Linked DNA regions of Rattus norvegicus: region 2 is linked to region 1. A link is a contact called in public Hi-C data. All regions are on one chromosome and are shown on one strand. The core of a region is the stretch at or near the end of the contact, and the rest is flanking DNA. Distances in the headings are between cores, read along the strand shown. Region 1 holds the start of C2cd4a (C2 calcium-dependent domain containing 4A). Region 2 overlaps Vps13c (vacuolar protein sorting 13 homolog C).

Region 1 (6,297 bases), core at 768-3,267:
AGCAGCACTTTTCTTCAGGAAAGAAAATGAATTTGAACATATGTCGATGCCCTTTAGGTATCACTTAACAATTACTCTATCACAGACTGAACCTTGGTCCAAGAATTTGCAGCAGGAACAGAGAAGTTACAAGATGAAGGAGAAGCTAGTCATAGACCCAGGGACCCTTTTCCGATCCTTGCTATCAGACTAAATATTGAAAGAGTCCAAAGCCCCTGGAAGCTGGAGAGATGGTTTCATGGCACTTGATGGCTCTTGTGAAGGACCAAAGTTTGGTTCCCAGCACCCACGTGGGGCAGCTCACAACTGTGACTCAGCTCCACGGAATTCGTCGCCCTCTTCTGGTCATTGGGTGCATCTGCATGCAGGTGCATGAACGTGTGTGTATGCTCTTGTGTGCATACGCATATTAAAAATAAAATAGTTTTACATTTTTTTCACTACCTACATGGCTAGATGAAATTCAATATTTCAACTTTACCATTTCCGTCTTCTTCTAAGAGTTGAACTTAAGATGATCGAGTCTGGGACAGCCTGAATTCATATATCTATCATGACAGTTAAAACCCAGGAAGCTTTCTGTAAATTCTGCTTTAAACACATGAATGATCCAAGGAGGTTTTAGTGTAGTGACAATGGATATAACAGCTAATATTATGCACATCTGGTCCTGTGCCACACTGTTCATTTGCACCACCTATTTTACCTGAGGGCAAACCTACACAGTGTATTATTGTGGTCTTTACACTGGATACCAAGACTCAGAAACACTCAGTAACCTGCTCATAGTAAAATACTACTACCCGGTCATGAATTCAAAGCCACTTTTCTTAACTTCTGTCACCGTTCCCTGTCATTGCAACAATACCGATACTCACTGTGTCTTTAGCATTTGCTATGCTCCATACACATTGCATAATGATACATATTAATCCCCTAATAGCTCATTTACTATTCATTAATGGGCATTCCTTTCCTTTCCTTTCCTTAATAACAATGGGTAAGTTATTTAACATCTGAAGTGCTGGGGGTGTTTGTTTTATAAGACATGGATAATCCAAATTTCCTCAGGTTCCTGTGACAACTTTAGAGATTAAGCCTTCTAGCACGTTGTCTGTACGTCCTGTATGCAAAACACGCACAGGACATGCCCCAAACAGAAGTCCCCTTTGCCTAAAAGTGACTTAACTCACTCAACACTGATTGGAGAGGCCGTTCCTTTTCAAGGCAGCAACTGAAAAATACCCATTGTTCATACTCTAATTCAAACATCTCGGCATCTCTTTCAACTCAAGCTGCAAGCAGCTCTTAAAGGATAAACACCAGTTTTCCAAAAAAAAAAAAAAGGATGGAGGTCTGAGCCAGGCACAGTTTGCAAAGGTCAGATATGGTTAGTGTGTGTCTCCAAAAGGATGGTGCCAACGGCTGGATGTATGTAATCCCTAATTAAAAATTAGCATCCTGCTTAAGAAGGTTCTGGTTCTTAAATATATATATCTTAAGTGTACACTAAATGATTTCTTTGCATAGGAATACACCCCTGTAACCCCACCCAAGACAAATATGTACCGTTTCCGGAACCCCATAACCCCCACCATCACTCCAGAGTGATTTTAAATCAACAGAGAAATGACCGCTAAAATCAGAACAGAATGCAGAAAGTAAAAGAACTTTCAATGCTGGCAGCAAGAAGGTGGGAGATGGGAAAGGTCATTTAGGTAAGACAAAGCTGACGTCTGGCTTCTTTCCAATGGTGCGTGCAGAGTGTTTCTGTGCACCCACGGTCATTTTGTCCATCCGTCCTCATAAGGACTGTGACGTGGTCCACACTTAATCCTGTTTTCCATGTGAGGAAACAAACTCAGAGTTTTGGAGAACAGCTCCAACTGCCGCAGGACTGGCTGCAGGATCAGCTCAGCAAATCCATCCACGTGGCAGAGGGACCTGGGAGGGCCTGGCGTCAGGTTACTAAGCAGCATCGTGACAGCCAGTATAAAAGCTCCGACCAGCTATCCTGGAACACCAGGGATCAACTCTGCCGCGCGCTCTTTGAATTTCTCTGCGTCTCTCCAGTTGGAAAACCATCTGACTCTGAACACCAGGTAAATGAATGGGGAACCCAGTTCCCTCCTGGATGTGAAAAGACCAGGGTGGCCTGAAGCTCTCTGGAAGGAGTCTCAGTCTCTCTCTCTCTCTCTCTCTCTCTCTCTCTCTCTCTCTCTCTCTCTCTCTCTCTCTGTGTGTGTGTGTGTGTGTGTGTGTGTGTGTGTGTGTGTGTGTGTGTGTGTGTGTGTTCTCGCGGATAACTGGAGTGTACTAGACATTTAAGGTTTCAGGAAATGGATGCATAAATGTTCAAAGCAACGCGCCTCTTGGCACTAGGGACAGAGGCGAAAGGTTAAAAGACAAAGGTAAAGAGGTAAGACGGGAAAGACTGCAGCAAGCTGCAAATCTACCTGACATCTGACTACAGTCAGAGTGGGTGATATACGATTGTTTGTCAATCTGTAAAAACAGTTTGTAATTGGGGAGAGGGGTGCATTTTGTCTTGTAAGATTCAGGACTGGACGAAGTCGAAGAAAAGGAGACAGACATTCCTGCTTTCCTCCAGACTGCCTCTGACAGTTATAATTACGCGTTTATGTGTTGCAGGCAGCTTCGAACAGAGGATCACCCGGTTCTGACACTAGCGGCCAGATGTGGTGTCTGGAGCGGCTCTTGCGGGACCGAGATGGGTTTCTCCCGGGGCGTGCCCGCCGCTCCAAGGCTCGTTCGTCCGCGGCGTGCGCAAACGTGCTCACTCCAGACCGCATCCCAGAGTTTTGCATCCCGCCGAGGTTGGAGCCTAGCACGGCTTCGGCTGCGCTGCGCGATGCCTGGGCTGCGGACGTGGAGTCCGACGATGGCGCGGGCCTCACGGACTGGGACCCGCGCTCTCAGGCTGCGCTCTCGCTGCCGCACCTGCCCCGCGCGCGTACCGTTTACGGCTTCTGTGCGCTGCTCGAGAGCCCGCACACGCGCCGGAAGGAGTCGCTCTTCCTCGGCCACCTAGGTGCCCCGGTCCGCCGGCCCGGGCTTCGCCACCGCACACACACCTATGCGAGCCCGCACCGAGTCTCGGACGCTCCGCGCCCTGCGCCGGGTGACCCAGACGCCGCCCGGGTTCCGACGCCCACTCCCGCTCCTAGCAGACGCCGCCTCCTACACTCCCCCGGTAGGCTGCTGAGCCGCGCGCTGCGGGCCCCCCGCGGTCCGGCCAGAGCGCGCCCGGGGTCCCGCGGCGACGAGCACGAGCGCGCCGCCTCCTGCGCGCCCCCGGCCCCCACCCGCCCGGATCCCCAGCGCCTGCAGGCCGAGGCCAACGTGGCTCTGGGCCGCGGGGGTTGCACGCTGCGCCTGGCGGCCGAGTACTGTCCGCGCAGCGCCTGCCTCCGCCTCCGCCTGCTGCGCGCTGAGGGCCCGGCCGCGGTGCTCGAGCCCCGCGCCCTGGGCTGTCGCCTCAGCCTGGTGCTGCGGCCGTCCGGCCAGCAGCGCGCCAGTGTGGTCCGCCGCAGCCGCAAGGCCGCCCTGGACCAGGACTGCTGCTTCGACGGGCTCCCGGAGGAGCAACTGCGCCGCCTGGCGGTGCGCATCAAGGCCGAGAGCAAGGGCCGCGGGCTGGAGCGCAGACGACCACTGGGCCAGGGCGAGCTGCTGCTGGGCTCTCTGCTACTGCTCTGAGCGCGGCTTCCCTGGCGTCCTGGACACCTAAGGTCGCTTAGTCATGAGATGCACAGAGACTCTTGGCCCAGGGACACTTGCAGCCTTTTGGTCCTGGAACACTTGCAGCTTCTTGGCCCTGAGACACTCTTAGGTCCTGGCACACTTTCAGCCTCTTGGCTCTTGGACAGTGACTGACAGCCATTTGTACAAAATAAACATGTGTTCATTTTTCTAATCAGGGCTTTGTTTCGGGCCAATTCTGGCAGAGATGATCCTGGACTATCACAGTAACATATGTAGCTTCTTTTTGTGTGGGCACCTTAAAAATTTTTGTTGAGCAATGGGGTAGTGTGGTTGAGCAGTGTTCCCCACTATAGACAGCAATTGAACTTAATGTGTTCACACATTCCAACGGGAAAATATAGTTAATGTCGTCCAGTGTTAGACCAGCCTCGTTTTAAAAGTTAGTTCATTCCATGGCATCCTTTGAGACTGATAGTGTCAGTTACTTAGATTGCGTTAAGATGTTACATAAGAAAGGCCAAGGGTCTTAGGATGAATGGGTAAAGGTGCTTGCCACCAAGTCTCATCGCCATAACTGGGATCGAGTGAGGATTGTGGGACCTTCGTGATGGAAGAAGAGGAAAAGTTCCTGCAAGCTTTCCTCTGGTGTGACTCACCCCAACCCCAGTAGTAGGCACGGCTATTCCCATCTTGCAGATGAGAATACTGAGGCACAAAAATAAAGAAAATTTGGGGTTTGAATGTAGGACATCAGTATTAAAATGCTTGCCTGCGGATTGGGGTATAGCTCAGTTGGTACAGTGCTTGCCTAGCACATACGAAGTCCTGAGTTCCATCCCCAGAACTGTATGAATCTTAGGTCCTTTTAACATGTACCTGTAGTCACAACACTGGGAGGCGGCAGCAGATGTGTCAGAAGTTCAAGGCCATTGTCAGCTATACAGGGAGTTAAAAGGCAGCATATGCTATATGAGAGCCCACGCCTGAAATAAATAAATAAATAAATAAATAAATAAATAAATAAATAAATAAATAAATAATATACACCCTCTGAAAGTGTCTGAAAAAATGAGTTTGAAATCATATTCCTCATTTTCATCAGGGAAAGCAGACTGGTGGAAATAGTGACATGTGGACAAACACTAAGGCCATCAATCTAAGACTGAGGAAAATGCTGGCCCACCTCAGACCCATAGGGGGTCTGACTCATGCTGAGCTCATCTGCCCTGGCATTCATCTGGAAAGCACACTGAATGGTGTTCTACCTCTGGCTTTCCTGTGTCTTGAGGATGATTTTCCTTCATCCCTCGTTTTCAGTACCAAACTGGCTTACACCTTCCTTTCTTTGGCAAGCAAGTAGAAAACATATTTTAAGCAAGGGCAAACGACATTATATTGTTCAAGACACCAGACTGGACTCAGAAATGGTTTCTGTTGCCACTCTTATTTGGCAGTGCCAACCACAGGCGCTCCTGAAGAATGCTGTTAAGAAAAGAGTTTCCGTTTCTCATACATCTCAAACTGAAGATTGTGGTGAGGATTTACAACGGCGACCATTGGAAAATATCACCACTGTCTAAATCCCCCCTTCCAGAGGCTTACTGTTGCTGGCCACCTGGGTGATGGCTTAACAATAGATCGTCTGACTCCTGCCCTTTTCCATATTCACTCTCTCCTTGCCCTTCAAGCCAATTGTTTTTTCTGTGTATAAACCTTTCATGGTTCCACAGGTCTCCTAAAGTGAAAAGAGGGAGTGGAAACAACTTAGCTGTGTGACATGTTACTGCTGGCTTTCTGTTTCCTTTGCACTGGAAGTTCTTATTCTGGAAAGCTGTCATCTATCCCCACTAGATTATAAGCATGTCAGTTATTAGGTACACTTCCCCAAGATGGTAAATTAATATATTTTAAAGTCCTAGATTCTCCATGAAATCGTGGTGGGTACTTCTAACCAGAATCCCCATCAGTAAAAGTTACAGTTGACCGGAAGCCTAAGACTGTAGTGGGGATTCATTCCTAAAAGACCAAAATACAATGAAAAAGTAAACAACTGAACCATGGAATTATCCATCTTATAAAGAACTTTATCATTTTGTGCAACTATGTAATGTCTTAAGAGTGGTCCAGAAAATCAAGATAAAAAAAAGAGTGGTCCAGAATGGTAAATACTTTAGATTGCTTCAAATCACACATATAATTTGCAAGAGCTGAAACCAGAACTAATTCTTTTGTCTTTTAGCCTAGTGAACACCACCACTGGTTACAAAAAGAGAAACACTTGCATAGATTTATTTCACATCACTGAACTAATTTGAATTACATTTAATAAATCATATTTGTAATAGATATTTGCCATACAAATCATATTCGTAATAGATATTTGCCATACCAGCCGTCTTTTCTGGGAGCAAAGTAGAATTTGGTAGTGCTTGCTGCCCTCTAGTGGATTGATCCAGGGTTTGTTCATGGATTTCACCTTGGTAGGCCATCTCAGGTAATCAAAGTTCTGTTTTCTTTTTCTTTCTTTCTTTCTTTTTCAAAATTAAGAAGAAAGAAAAGGTTTCTCTTATA
Region 2 (6,052 bases), core at 3,250-5,749, 36 kb before region 1:
AAATGTCTGCCTGATTTTTTTGCCAGTGGGCAAGAGGCTCCTATCCAGCAAGAGGCTTCCAAGAACAGAGATCCCTGTCTAAGCAAAGGCACACAGCATATGCCTGTTCAAATGAACTAAGACATCACACAAACATCATAACAAAATATAAAATGTGATCAGAATATATTTGTATACAGCCATAAGTTCTATTTTATTTTGTCGATATTTATAAATTGTCCTACCATAAAATTAAGACAAGAACTAGAATTACAAGAATAAACTGGTATTTCAGACTAAGTCCGTTACATAGATAACAGAAGCTGACTAGCACAGCCACTAGCATTTCTTAACACAGTGAGAGTTCCTGATTCCACTCCATAAATCAAGCGTACGAAAGACAATTCTCAAAGAAACACTACCGGAGGAAGGTAAGAGAGGCAGCACTGTCTGGAGTCTCCAGGCCTGACCATTAGCTCTAGCTTCACAAGCGCTCTAGCCCCTGTTCTAGCATTCATGTAGATGTGGAAGGCACCACATCAGTCCTCCTAATACCATCTTAAGTCTACAAAAGTGCTACAAAAGAGTTTTGAGAGAAAATCCCTATTTAATCTAATAAAGAATAAATTTCTTCTGATTCTCAAATACTCTAGGACAGTTCTCAAAACTTTGATCTTGGGACTTTAAATTCACATTTAAAGCATGAGCAATTTGAAGAGATTTCAAGTAATATAATTTATGATGCTAGAAATAAAAAACAGAAACTATTTTCAATTCATTCAAAATAATAACCATCACTTGATTACTTATAGTAATGCACTACACACACACACACACACACACACACACACACACACACACACACACATCCCCAGTGAGAAGAATCACACGATTTTACATTTGTACAAATGTAATATCTGGCTTTAGTGTGGCTTAGCTTAGTGGAAGATGGCAAGATTCATATGTCTGCTTCTGCCTTCAATCTGCTGAGATATGTTGTCTGATTGAAGTCCATGATGAAAACATGATTCCAAAGCAGATATGCCACTGGAAAAGGGGCGAGTGTGTGCATGGTCACGTGTAATTATGAGGAATGCAGTCAAGTTTAGAAAGTAGAGTTTCGGGGCTGGGGATTTAGCTCAGTGGTAGAGTGCTTGCCTGGGAAGCGCAAGGCCCTGGGTTCGGTCCCCAGCTCCGAAAAAAAGAACCAAAAAAAAAAGAAAGTAGAGTTTCTTCACTAGGGTTTTAGATTATATATAAGATATATCATCTAATTATAGTCAGTCAATTAAAGTCAGTTGGCCATCGCACACGTGACATGGGCCTTTCAGACAGCCACGACTTTCCAATCGCTGGGCATACGGAAATCATGCTGCACTGAGTGAGGCAGAGCCCCCTCACATTCAGTCCTGTCGACGTTTAACACAAGAGGCAAATTTGCTGCAATTACCTCAGACTCACGGGACAATCTGGCCATACTAAGTGTTGTCAAGCTCGAGGTGGCAAGTAAGGGGTTCTTAGAACTCCAATGTTTCATCAAAAGCACCAAGTGTCACTACTGAAACATGGCGGTTCTGTCACTTTGTTTTCTGTAGTAGCTACACACTGAGCCTTGAATGAGGACAGTCTGTCAATCTTTGGAGTACAAATGGCCTTTGTCCACAAGAAGCAACTTCACACGATTCACACATCTGCACGAACAAACACCCTTGAGAATCAGCTGACTCAGCATTCAGAAATGCTTCACATGCACCTTCTCCTGTGTCCCACAAAATTTTAGAGACCTGCTCAAAGGTTAGTGTCCGTTTAAGTTAAAATTCTACTTTGTCAAGAAAAAACTTTAAGAAATACTGGCATATTTCATTTTCTTTTGCTTTTGTAATGAGTGCACAGTAGCAAAGTAGTACCAGTAAGTAGTCCAGTGAGCTGTCCCACCTTGAATCAGGCCATGACAGCCACTGAGTTACAAGCCATTGCTTACACCAGATACAAATTTCAACTCAGTGAAAAGTTAAATGCTGGGCTGGAGAGATGGCTCAGAGGTTAAGAGCACTGACTGCTCTTCCAGAGGTCCTGAGTTCAATTCCCAGCAACCACATGGTGACTCACAACCATCTGTAATGGAATCTGATGCCCTCTTTTTTTTTTTTTTTTTTTTTTTTGGTTCTTTTTTTCGGAGCTGGGGACCAAACCCAGGGCCTTGCGCTTCCTAGGTAAGCGCTCTACCACTGAGCTAAATCCCCAGCCCCCTGATGCCCTCTTCTGGTGTGCCTGAAGACAGCTACAGTGTACTCACATACATACAATAAATAAATCTTAAAAAAAAAAAAAAGTTAAATGCTTTAATATCACCATGAAAATAGCTCTACCTAGGAATTGATGCTCTAATGTTAAAGAAAAAGTGAGATGCAGTAGGGGAAGAACGTAGTCAGAAACTGAATGGGGAAACTGTCATGAAGTACACCTGAGACCCCAGCTAAGACCAGGGAGCGAAGGGAAGGCCGTCATCAAACAAATCTTCTCACTGCACCATGAGTCTCACTTCACTATGATTACTTTAAAATCTAAAAGAAGAAAGGTAATGAGTCAGCTAAGGCTTCCTTCGCTGTGCCTTTTCCTGGCTTTTACAAGACCGGTGATTGTGGAAGGTATAAGGATAGGTCACCAGCACTCATTATAACTTCCAGGCAGATTCTTCCTAGAAAGACCGGAAAACACTGGTAGCAGTGACAACAGAGAGCCAGTTCATTGCAGCCTATAAAACTGCCCAATGACCCTGAGATTCTCCATGCTATCCTCGTACTGAACAAACTAACAAATTAGCAGTCAGCCACGGCTACCTCAGTGGTAGACTTGTAAAGTAACAAATTAGCAGTAAGCCATGGTCACTACCATGGTAGATTTGTAAAGTAACAAATTAGCAGTCAATCACGGTTACTACCTTACATAGATTTATAAAATAAAAAATTGTTAAGATAACTCCACTTAATGCTTCGAAACTGCCATGCAAATTTTCCCACTGTCAAAATAAAAATACATATTAAAGAAGTTTATCTGCAGAGGGATTCTACCATAGCACTCAGTATTTGAAATTTGAGATGCACACGCACTTACCATTTAGTCAAAGCAAATCTAAATTGTGCTGAAATTAACATAAATTCCTGAAGAGTTATAAAGACATAACATTTCATTTAAATATTGAAACTGCTACTATCTGGTACACAGCCTAGTGTACATAAGATTCATATTCTAAATCCTACAGCAAACAGCCTTCAGTTTGCTTTTGTGAAGCTTCAGGTTTCAACACACTCTACAGGACAACAGAAGAGAAGATTACACAAACTGGAGGACGGGAAAAAAATGCAGGGGTCCTCCTTGAGGCTCTGGATGAAGCATTAAAATAAATATATATATAACACATATATTCCATCTTACTGCTTCTTGCAAATCTGAAAGTATCTGCTGTAAGCAAAAGAAAGCACTCTGTTGGGAAACACTATGACTGTACTAAAAACTAAGCCAAAGGGAGGGCAGCACAAATTTCACGGTCGTTTGCAGATCTGAGAATTCTACAGGGGCAGTGAGCTGTGCTTGCTCACTCACAAACAACAAGCTTCCAGCACAGAGTTTTCCAGAAGACGCTCAAAGACTCGGTGAATGAGTGAATGGCTGTGGAGGGAGGGAAGAGGAAGAGATGGCAAGGGTATGAACATGAATTACATTTCCATATTTCCCAAAGGACACGCACTGTCCAGTGGACTCCACTAAAAGCTCAAGCATAAATAAGAACATCAGTATCGTGAAGTTAAGTGTAATTAACCATGCATACCCACCAGGCTTGACGTCCTTGTAAAGCAAGCTTTCCAAGCCATACATGAACTCCCCATGTGCACCTGCATCCCAGGGCAGCAGGAAGCGAAATGCAAAGCGTTATAAGACACCTTTAGTTTTGCAGACTTAGCTTCAGAACCACAGAAACCACACTGCAGGACATGTGAAGAGCCAGGGACATAAAACCATCCACCCCTACGGAAACATTCCCAGCGACGGCACGTCCATTCTCTCAACATAAAACCTTCCTTCCACATCAAACAAAAATTCTCCACCATGAAAGTTGAATCACATTGGGCAAGGCAGATAAACAGCACTGACGGCTTGGGTCTCATTGTCATCTCGCATTTTCAAACACAACACAAATGTGTCATCTGGGTTCTCCTCCTGCCTGTCATGTGGCCCGTTTTCGTTAAGTTCCTATGATATCTGCCACTAGCTTTAAAATCAGATGAGAAAGTCTCCGCTTACTTCACTGTGTGACTTGTTCCTTGCAGACAAGGAGCCTGCAGGCTTTGCTCACTGGAGTTAATACTGGCTAGACAGCTCCCTCTCCCACTTCCCTCCCAAAGGAAGCACAGCAACTTCAGACTTTTAAAGAAAGGCTTGTGAACTCCCACTCCTCGGCCAGCTGGAGGCTAAAGTTCACCTTTGCACCAGGTAATGTGATTACTGACCTCATCGCCCTGTCATTCAGGTCTCTTTAAAGTGATCTCAGCTAGTTTCCCAACCGTACATGCAAATACTCTGTCTCAAACCCTTAACGTCCAGCTCTCCCCACATGTGCCTGGCCTTTTCTACCCTGCCTACCCTGCCTCCCTGACCTGAAGACCTCTTTCTCTCTTCCATGTTCACAGAACCCACTGAGCTGCACAACTTAACCGTGTCACCCCATTCTGATCTCCTGACACTCTACCTGGACCTTTTTGATGGGACATAACACTTTCTCCTGTTTGTCACTAAAAAAAATGCCTTACTTGCCCAATTCAAATTGCTTGACATGAGAGTTCCATTTTCAACAACATATAAGACCATAGTGCCTCAAAATTCCCCAGAAGCTAGCACACACAGCATGCGACATCCTACTTTTGAACCTCCTTAATACTGAGTTTGGAGTTTTTATTGCTATTTGTTGGCAGGTCTGTGAGGATGGGAATTTCCTGAGGAAAGTTTGTGGTGTGTGTGTGTGTGTGTGTGTGTGTGTGTGTGTGTGTGTGTGTGTATGTTTAGTTTTTTCAAACAGTTCTATAGTGACCTCACCTGTGCCATCCTCCTGTGTACGAGAATTACGGGTATGAACTACTACTTACAGAATCTTGAATGTGATATTCTAAACCCAGGGGAAAAAAAAATCTAGCATTCGGTCTTAGGAGAACTTTCAGTCACACTGGTAGCTATTAGATGTGTCCAGCAAACACAGGCGGAAACAAAAGAACAGGTAAGGAAGCCATGGAGGAGCTAATTCAACAGAGGAATAATAGGACAGGCCCGACAAGACTATGTTTGCAGACCCAAAACCTAAGTAAATTTTAAACTACGCAGGCACTGAAGGTGAAGCTCAGCAGTAGAGCTCCTGCCTAGTGAGGAAGGGAGCTCATTTATGCAGCACTAAATAAACCAGGAGGGAAAAAAGCAATTCAGAAGGAAAACTCCAAGAAAAAAAAATAATAATAAGACATATGTAGGGAAGACTGGAGCAGGAATTAAAAGAGTTGGAAAATACCTGAAAAACCACCAATTCGTCTGTGGAAAACTTAGTGCATTTCATAGCAGATTAAACAAAGAATGAGGGGAGTATTTGCAAGTCAAGAAAATCAGGACCTCTAGAAAGAAATATAACCATAGGCTATCATTAGGCCTTTATACTGAGCAATCACCTTGTCATAGTACATAACTGGCCTAAAATTACCACCCACACAGACTTTTTGAAAGTGCAAAGGGCATCTCTCTGTGGTCTTTGGGCTCGTGTCAACAAAAGACAGGGGATTAGGGTGAAGAAAAAAAAAAAAAAAAACAGCAATGGCAGACATAAAAAAAAAAAAAAAAAAAAAAACCACAATGGTGGACATTAGTGAACCAGAAAACAACAGCATTGAGACTCCTAAAACATAAACTGGCTTATAAGAACAGAGTATGAAGGACAACAAAATGTGCGCAGGGGACTGCCATCTATCACCCTAACTGCTGTGGGGAACCATTTTATTGTTAAGTGTATGTATATATTACCTTGCAAAATTAACAT

Evidence for each region. A called contact is a pair of places that touch in the nucleus more often than the background predicts.
Region 2: a contact with region 1 is called in a Hi-C map of liver, with 4 times the contacts expected there. The contact joins the enhancer-like site here to the promoter of C2cd4a in region 1. A contact is called at or near these places in 6 of 12 Hi-C or Micro-C datasets (hepatocytes, kidney, liver and 1 more).

What each region holds. Positions count from the first base shown.
Region 1 is chr8:77,346,641-77,352,937 of GRCr8, reverse strand. C2cd4a (C2 calcium-dependent domain containing 4A) reads left to right here and starts at 2,017. Exons shown (of 2, transcript NM_001399017.1): 1 at 2,017-2,102; 2 at 2,653-4,777. The coding sequence starts at 2,698. The coding sequence ends at 3,720.
Region 2 is chr8:77,384,963-77,391,014 of GRCr8, reverse strand. Vps13c (vacuolar protein sorting 13 homolog C) reads right to left here. Exons shown (of 85, transcript XM_056984521.2): 6 at 3,813-3,872. Among named protein-coding and RNA genes, the nearest start is that of Vps13c, 28 kb to the right of the region's middle. Within about 2 kb of position 4,499, at least 3 of the 93 cell types and tissues checked have an H3K27ac peak or open chromatin away from gene starts, as enhancers often do. A contact at or near this core is called in hepatocytes and liver, where this site is marked.